2 separate regions of the Mus musculus genome follow, and region 2 is linked to region 1. A link is a contact called in public promoter capture Hi-C data. All regions are on one chromosome and are shown on one strand. Each heading gives the region's core, a stretch centred on a gene start, on an enhancer-like site or on the middle of the called end of the contact. The rest is flanking DNA. Distances are from core to core; before and after follow the strand shown. Region 1 holds the start of Chsy1 (chondroitin sulfate synthase 1). Region 2 holds the start of 1700112J16Rik (RIKEN cDNA 1700112J16 gene).

Region 1 (2,730 bases), core at 113-2,612:
CACTTCTACTGACTCCTTTAGCCTACTAGGGCCCAGTTACTTCCTACCACGCATACGCCTTGGTGGCTGCGCTGGGGAACACCAGGCTGCAGTCTTACAATGACTAAATCGATCACACAAACTGTTTTTCCTCAAGGTTCTTTTTCTCTACTTAACAAACCAGAGTGTTGCTCAAAGGCAGAGTGGAAACGCTCACCAAAAGTGAGAATCTTAAAGTACAGTACGGAGGAGCCCTAGCCAGGTTAATTTAAGCGGGCTCTCCCTTCGAAATGACAAAGTGCCTATTTTAGAGACTCAAATTATAACTCTGCCTCCACTATCGCAGGTACAACATTGAATTTCGCCACCACCTTATGGGGGAGACTCGTTCCTTTTAACAAAGAAGTCTTGAACACAGAAAGCTTACGTGTCTCCCTGGAGATGAGGTTGAGAGGCACACACACTGAGGCCAGCGTACTCAATCCCAAAGCCTTGCCCTTGAGAGATGCTCACCATCCTAAGCCCTGCTGCCTTTGCGCTGAGCCGCTGGCAGCTACCAGAGAAGCCTCCGGGGAACCCGTAACGCCGCCCGCCCGCCAGCCAGGATGCCGGATGCAGGCGATGGCATCCACGAAAGGGGGGCTCACCTGTAGGCGGCCACGGCGCGGGTCTGCAGGTATTTCTGGGCTGTCATGACTCCCACGAAGAGAAAGTTCCTGTCGCGCGGGACGCCCTCCGCGGCCGAGCCCTGCGGCCAGAGCTGCGCCCCGCGCGCATCGCCGCGCGCCCCGCCGGGCTGCGACGCCTCCTGCCCTGGCCGGCATCCCTCGGGACTGGGGCGCCGCCGCGGGCCCACTCGCTTCAGCTCCGAGGCGCGGGGCAGGACGAGCCGCGAGGCCAGCACGAAGCCCAGCACGAGCCCGAGCAGCATGCTGAGCCAGGCGCGCCGGCCGCGCGCGGCCATGCCCGCGCCCCTCCGCCCGCCGGGCCGCTGTCCCGCTGTCCCCGCCGCAGGCTCCGCGCGCCCTCAGCCCACCGCCCCCGCCCGCGGAGGCCAGCCCGCCCTAGCGCCGCCAGGCCCGGCCCGGGCAGCGCCGCGGCCGCCGCGGGCCCGCCGCGCCCATCGCGGCTCCCGAGCCGCCCGCAGGCCCCGCGCCGGCGCTTTGTTCCGCGCGCCCGCCCGCACCGCCGCGGCCTGCGCCTTTAAGAGGGGACCATGCCCCGCGCGCGCGGCCGGCGACTCCGGCGCGAGGCGACAGCGGCTCCCGCGGCTCGCGTCCCCCGGCTGGCTCGGCTCGGCTCGCGCTGCGCCCGCCCTCTCGGTGCCCTGCGCCGCCTCTGCAGCTGCACATCCTCCGGCTTAGCGCGCCATTGCAAAGGAGCCCCTCACGTCACGCACCGCGCGTTAAGAAGCGGCCCGCCGGCGGCGTGCCGTGGCCCCTCTCGGGATCCGTCCGCGCCTCGTGATTGGCGCAAAAGTGAATGGGGGGCAGTTCACGTGGCCAAAGTTTAACCAAAAAAAAAAAAAAAAAAGCACCCGCCCCGCAGTCTGCGGCCAGGCAGGAGGGGCGTGGGATAGCATCGACGACAGCGGGGCGGGCGTCCCTCCAACCCCCACTGCCCGGTACCCGCGGCCACGCCCCCGTCGCCAGCATTGGGAGCCGGCGGTCCGGCACCGCACGTGGACTGAGTTGACCGGCTCCCCAGATGCCCCGAGAGCCGCCACGCCCTTCCCTCCCCGGGCCGACCTCCCGACTCGGTGGCCAGGACAGCGGGGTCCACACTGCAGCTTTGTACGCTGCAGGCGGGGCTGGAGCCACACACGGCCACAGTTCACCTAGGAACGCTAGGGGATTTGCGGGCTGGGGAGCGAAACGTGAATTCGCTAAGTAGCTAGGGCTGCCCTCGAACTCAGAGAATCTGAGATCTGTCTCTGCCTCTCGAGCGCTGGGCTTAAAGGCGAGCGGCACCAAGCCCGGCATATTAGTTTTTTAAATGGATATTGAAGAGATGGGTGGGTGAGTTACCACTAGATGATAAATACCTGTATTTAGTCCCAGTGAGCAGAGAGCTGGTTAGTACCCCCCTCACCTAAGTCTGTCAGTATTTTTAAGAGTAGATTTATAAAACGGATATGGATTGTGTACGTGGTGTGGGGGATGGGTTCTCGGGAGCCATACACCTAGTTTTTTGAAACAGGATCTCTTACTATTCTGGAGGTCTCCAAGTAAGTTAGGCTCGCTGAATGGATTTTTAAGTTGGATACCAGTTTCCCTATATTTGCTCTGTCTTAACTTTTATACGTTTTGTTAAAAACGAAAGCCCTTCAACTTGGGTGCCCACATGACAAATGTTTGTAAATACCAATTTTATTTCTTAGTCACCAATGTGTTAGGATTATAATCGCAAAGTAGCCACTTGGACCTGCTCTAATAGAGCCCAGGTGCTAGCTGAAGCTGCAGATCGTTTTGAACTCCAGATCCTCTTGCTTATGGAACTGGAGTCACCTGAATTCCAGGCCTGTGTGCTACCAGCCCTGGTGCCAGGGATCAGCCACTGGACCTCTGATACACTGGGCCAGTACTCTATCCTCTGAACTACGGTCCCAGAGCCTAAGAAGTTCTCATTTAATCAATCAAAGAAACAAACAAAAAGATAGAAAATGGGGCTGGAGAGATGGCTCAGCGGTTAAGAGCACTGACTTCCAGAGGTTCAATTCCCAGCAACCACATGGGGGCTAACGACCATTTG
Region 2 (3,055 bases), core at 142-2,641, 1.1 Mb before region 1:
TGAGCCAGCTCCCGCTGCAGCAGAACCATGGTGCCTGCTCCTGGCCGTTGGCTGCTGTTCTTCTGGTGCTCCTTGCCCCGGGGTCGTAACACCACCTGATGTGACTCTTCCTCAGAGGAGTCCCCAGAGTCCCCGCTGCCATTGTTGAACATGTAAACGTGGCTGTTTGGAGTCCTGCAGACAGCAGCTGGACCTTGGAAGCTCTTGGCTAACACTTCCTTCTGCCTCATTTTCTCTTAACTGAAAATCAGACCTGGAGTTAATTCCACACAAATGCTATTCATTTTCCTCTGGCTTCCTAAAGAGGACTGTCTCGTTAGTAACTTCCTAATATTGCCAATATCAAACAAACAGCATCAGGACAGAAGGACATCCTCACACCTGTCCACCTGATACTGACACAGAATAAGATCATACTTTCCCTAAGTGCTTACTGTGTGCAAAAAAGATTCCCCACCCTTCTTCCCCACCCCCAGCTGTGCTTCCCCTAGCCCACAGAAGAAACCACTGTGTCTCAGCACTGTGTGAGGTGACAACTGTTCTCAGCTCTCTGACACTGAGAATCTTACACTTAGAATCTTTGGACAAAAACCTCATTAGGCATCCCAAGGTGTCTTCAGGGGAAAGGACAGAAGCTGGGAACAACCATAGTTCTCTTATTTTGACCCTGGCTGACGTGACCTAATTGATGAGCAATGGAAAAACCTATCAAATTTCAATTTGTCCGTTTCTCACAGTCATTCTGGACTCATTTCACCCCCACGGTCCCCTTATTGCCACCTGGAGTCAAACGCCAGAGCCACAACCAACCTTTCCCTTCCAAATGGCTGGAATGAGACTCCAGGCATTCCTGGCGGTCCCTTCTGCATGGCCCTTTAAGGGAACAGCCAACCTCAGGTATCTCCCTCTGGTCTCAAATTCTGAGCCCCTGGCACCCGGGGCGGCCAAAAGAGGCCTCAGTTTCCCTCCAATGACAGGTGGGCTGTCATTAAGCAGGAGACAAAACAAATTTCAGACGTCCCCGCCCCTGGGCCTAAACAGGCCCGGCCCCAACTTTCCAAAGAATACACATCCTGCCACTCCCGCAAGCCGGCACCAGCCCTCTGTGGACACAGGCACTGGCCCTGGATTGGCAGCCCTCCACTGAGCCCACAGTGACAGGGCCAGAAGCCCTGGCCCCCCAAGTCAACCCAGCAGACCCTGCTCCAGGTTCGGGTACCTCGCTCCCAGGCTTCACCGCCACCGCGCCCGCCGATTGGCTGCAAAAAGCAGGTCTTCCGGGGGCGGGGACTAAGAGCCAACCAATGACTTCAGAGGAGGGCGGGCCCTGGCAGAGCCGGGAGGTGCTGAGAGGTCAGAATGAGGGCGGGCCCTGATGGGCGGGGCTCCAGCGTGGACCCTGGACTTGTGCTCCTATGTCATTTATCCCAGCTGTTCCCGGTTTCCCCTTCTGAGCCAGGTATCTTGGCCTCCTCGGTGGCCACAGCTTTCTGCTAAGCCTCGGTCTTCTTCCCGGCAGGAGAGACCTTTGACCCATGTGCGTCCTGATCCGTGGCCAGGAGCGTACCCAGTACGGCGGTGCGCCACTCGAGAGGCCTGACCCAGGTAGCCTCAACCTGAATCTTCGACCCAGTATCCTTTGAGGGGCCGAATGGTTGCCAGCCCCTGCCCAGAGATAAACAGAAGTCCAGGGATGTGAAATGTTGCCCTGACAACACAGACCAGAATTGGATAAAGGAGAATATGTATCATCTGGCCAGCCAGAGCGTCCCTGCTATTTGGAAAAGGGCGGAGAACCTGTGGCATTGTTTTGTAACCAAGATTAAAATCCTTAATGGAGTAAGACTCATCCAATGAATAAGGAAGAAACTAAGTGTCGTGGGCAGGCATTACACCAAAGAATGCAGATGGCTGGCCGCTGAACCAAGGTGCTAAGCCTGTCTGGGAATCAACATTGAAACAAGAGCCCAGAAATTCTTCCTATGATTTAGAATAAAACTAAAAGTCTTACTCTAAATGTCTAAGGCCAGGAAAGCACCAGGTCATGGCCCTCTCTGCTAGCCACAGGACTCTTCTTTCTGGCTTTAAACATCTGTTTAAACATTTGTTTACTTTGCCCCCCAACCCAGGAGGTGAGCCTCGCTAATATACCCAGCACATGTGTTTCCCACTGAGGTATTTGTGGTTTGTGACAGTTTACAGGCTTGGATGAGGCTGCCTGAGAAGTATGAACGCTATGTCCCACCTATCAGAGTGGGCCAGGTGCCCAGCCACATGAACAGGTCCACTGATCTGATCCCAAGTTAGTGGAGACCCACCCCATCACCAGAGGTATCCACTCGGATATCCTTCAACCCTTGTCAAACATGTTGTCCCCTCCCAAGTCCAGCCTTCTCCTGGGATAGAGGATGCAAGGTAGCAGGGGCCAACTATTTAGCTTTCTGAATATGGCTCTGAACTCCAGGGCTAAGCAGAACTGCCATGGAATGTCGAAAGTTTTGTCTTTTAATTTTTTATTTCTTTTAAAGAGTCTAAGCCAAGCCCTTCACAAGGGCACTGACCCAGTCCCCTCTTTAAGGCTCCACCTTAAAAGCTCACTTCAGAGGGTAGGGTTTCAACAGGAAGGAAAGGGGACACAAGTCAGTCTATGGCAAGCCTGAATATGAATTCCTTTCGTGGAAAATGAATGTTTATGCTTCTCATTGTAGCCAGCTTTCCCCTCTTACCTCATGAGCTGTGTGTGCTGAACACTCACCAGGGATCATCCCAGCAACATTTGGTCTTCAGACTAGCAGGGATTATATCAGATCCCAGTCTATAGAGGAGAATACTCAAGTGTGAAGACAGCAGTGTGAGGTGTGTGCCTAGATGGCAGCCCCAGCCCCCCCAGACCTACACCACGCCTCCACCTTGACTTGGTTTTCCTTTTATGGAACTGTGGGAATGAGTCTGAGGCACTTTGTCAAAGCAGCTGAAACTGATGGAGCCTGGGCCCTAACAGGAACGTCTAGAGTGCCCAGCCTTATTCTACACAGCGACAAGTTTGTCAGGTGAC

Evidence for each region. Capture Hi-C pulls out chosen DNA fragments and counts their contacts.
Region 2: a promoter capture Hi-C map of liver shows a contact between it and region 1, with 4 times the contacts expected there. The contact joins the promoter of 1700112J16Rik here to the promoter of Chsy1 in region 1. A contact is called at or near these places in 9 of 39 promoter capture datasets (the 3T3-L1 cell line, 3T3-L1-derived adipocytes, the HPC-7 cell line and 6 more), 5 of 484 Hi-C or Micro-C datasets (B cells, the Ba/F3 cell line, the HPC-7 cell line and 2 more), 1 of 115 datasets of contacts at active chromatin or transcription factors (extraembryonic endoderm stem cells) and 1 of 9 other capture datasets (liver).

The regions. Positions count from the first base shown.
Region 1 is chr7:66,108,124-66,110,853 of GRCm38.p6, reverse strand. Chsy1 (chondroitin sulfate synthase 1) reads right to left here and starts at 1,362. Exons shown (of 3, transcript NM_001081163.2): 1 at 627-1,362. The coding sequence starts at 943.
Region 2 is chr7:67,220,794-67,223,848 of GRCm38.p6, reverse strand. It overlaps 1700112J16Rik (RIKEN cDNA 1700112J16 gene), which reads left to right and starts at 1,391. Exons shown (of 3, transcript NR_131044.1): 1 at 1,391-1,605. It overlaps Lysmd4 (LysM, putative peptidoglycan-binding, domain containing 4), which reads right to left and starts at 1,305. Exons shown (of 3, transcript NM_175215.4): 1 at 1,220-1,305; 2 at 1-240. The coding sequence starts at 230.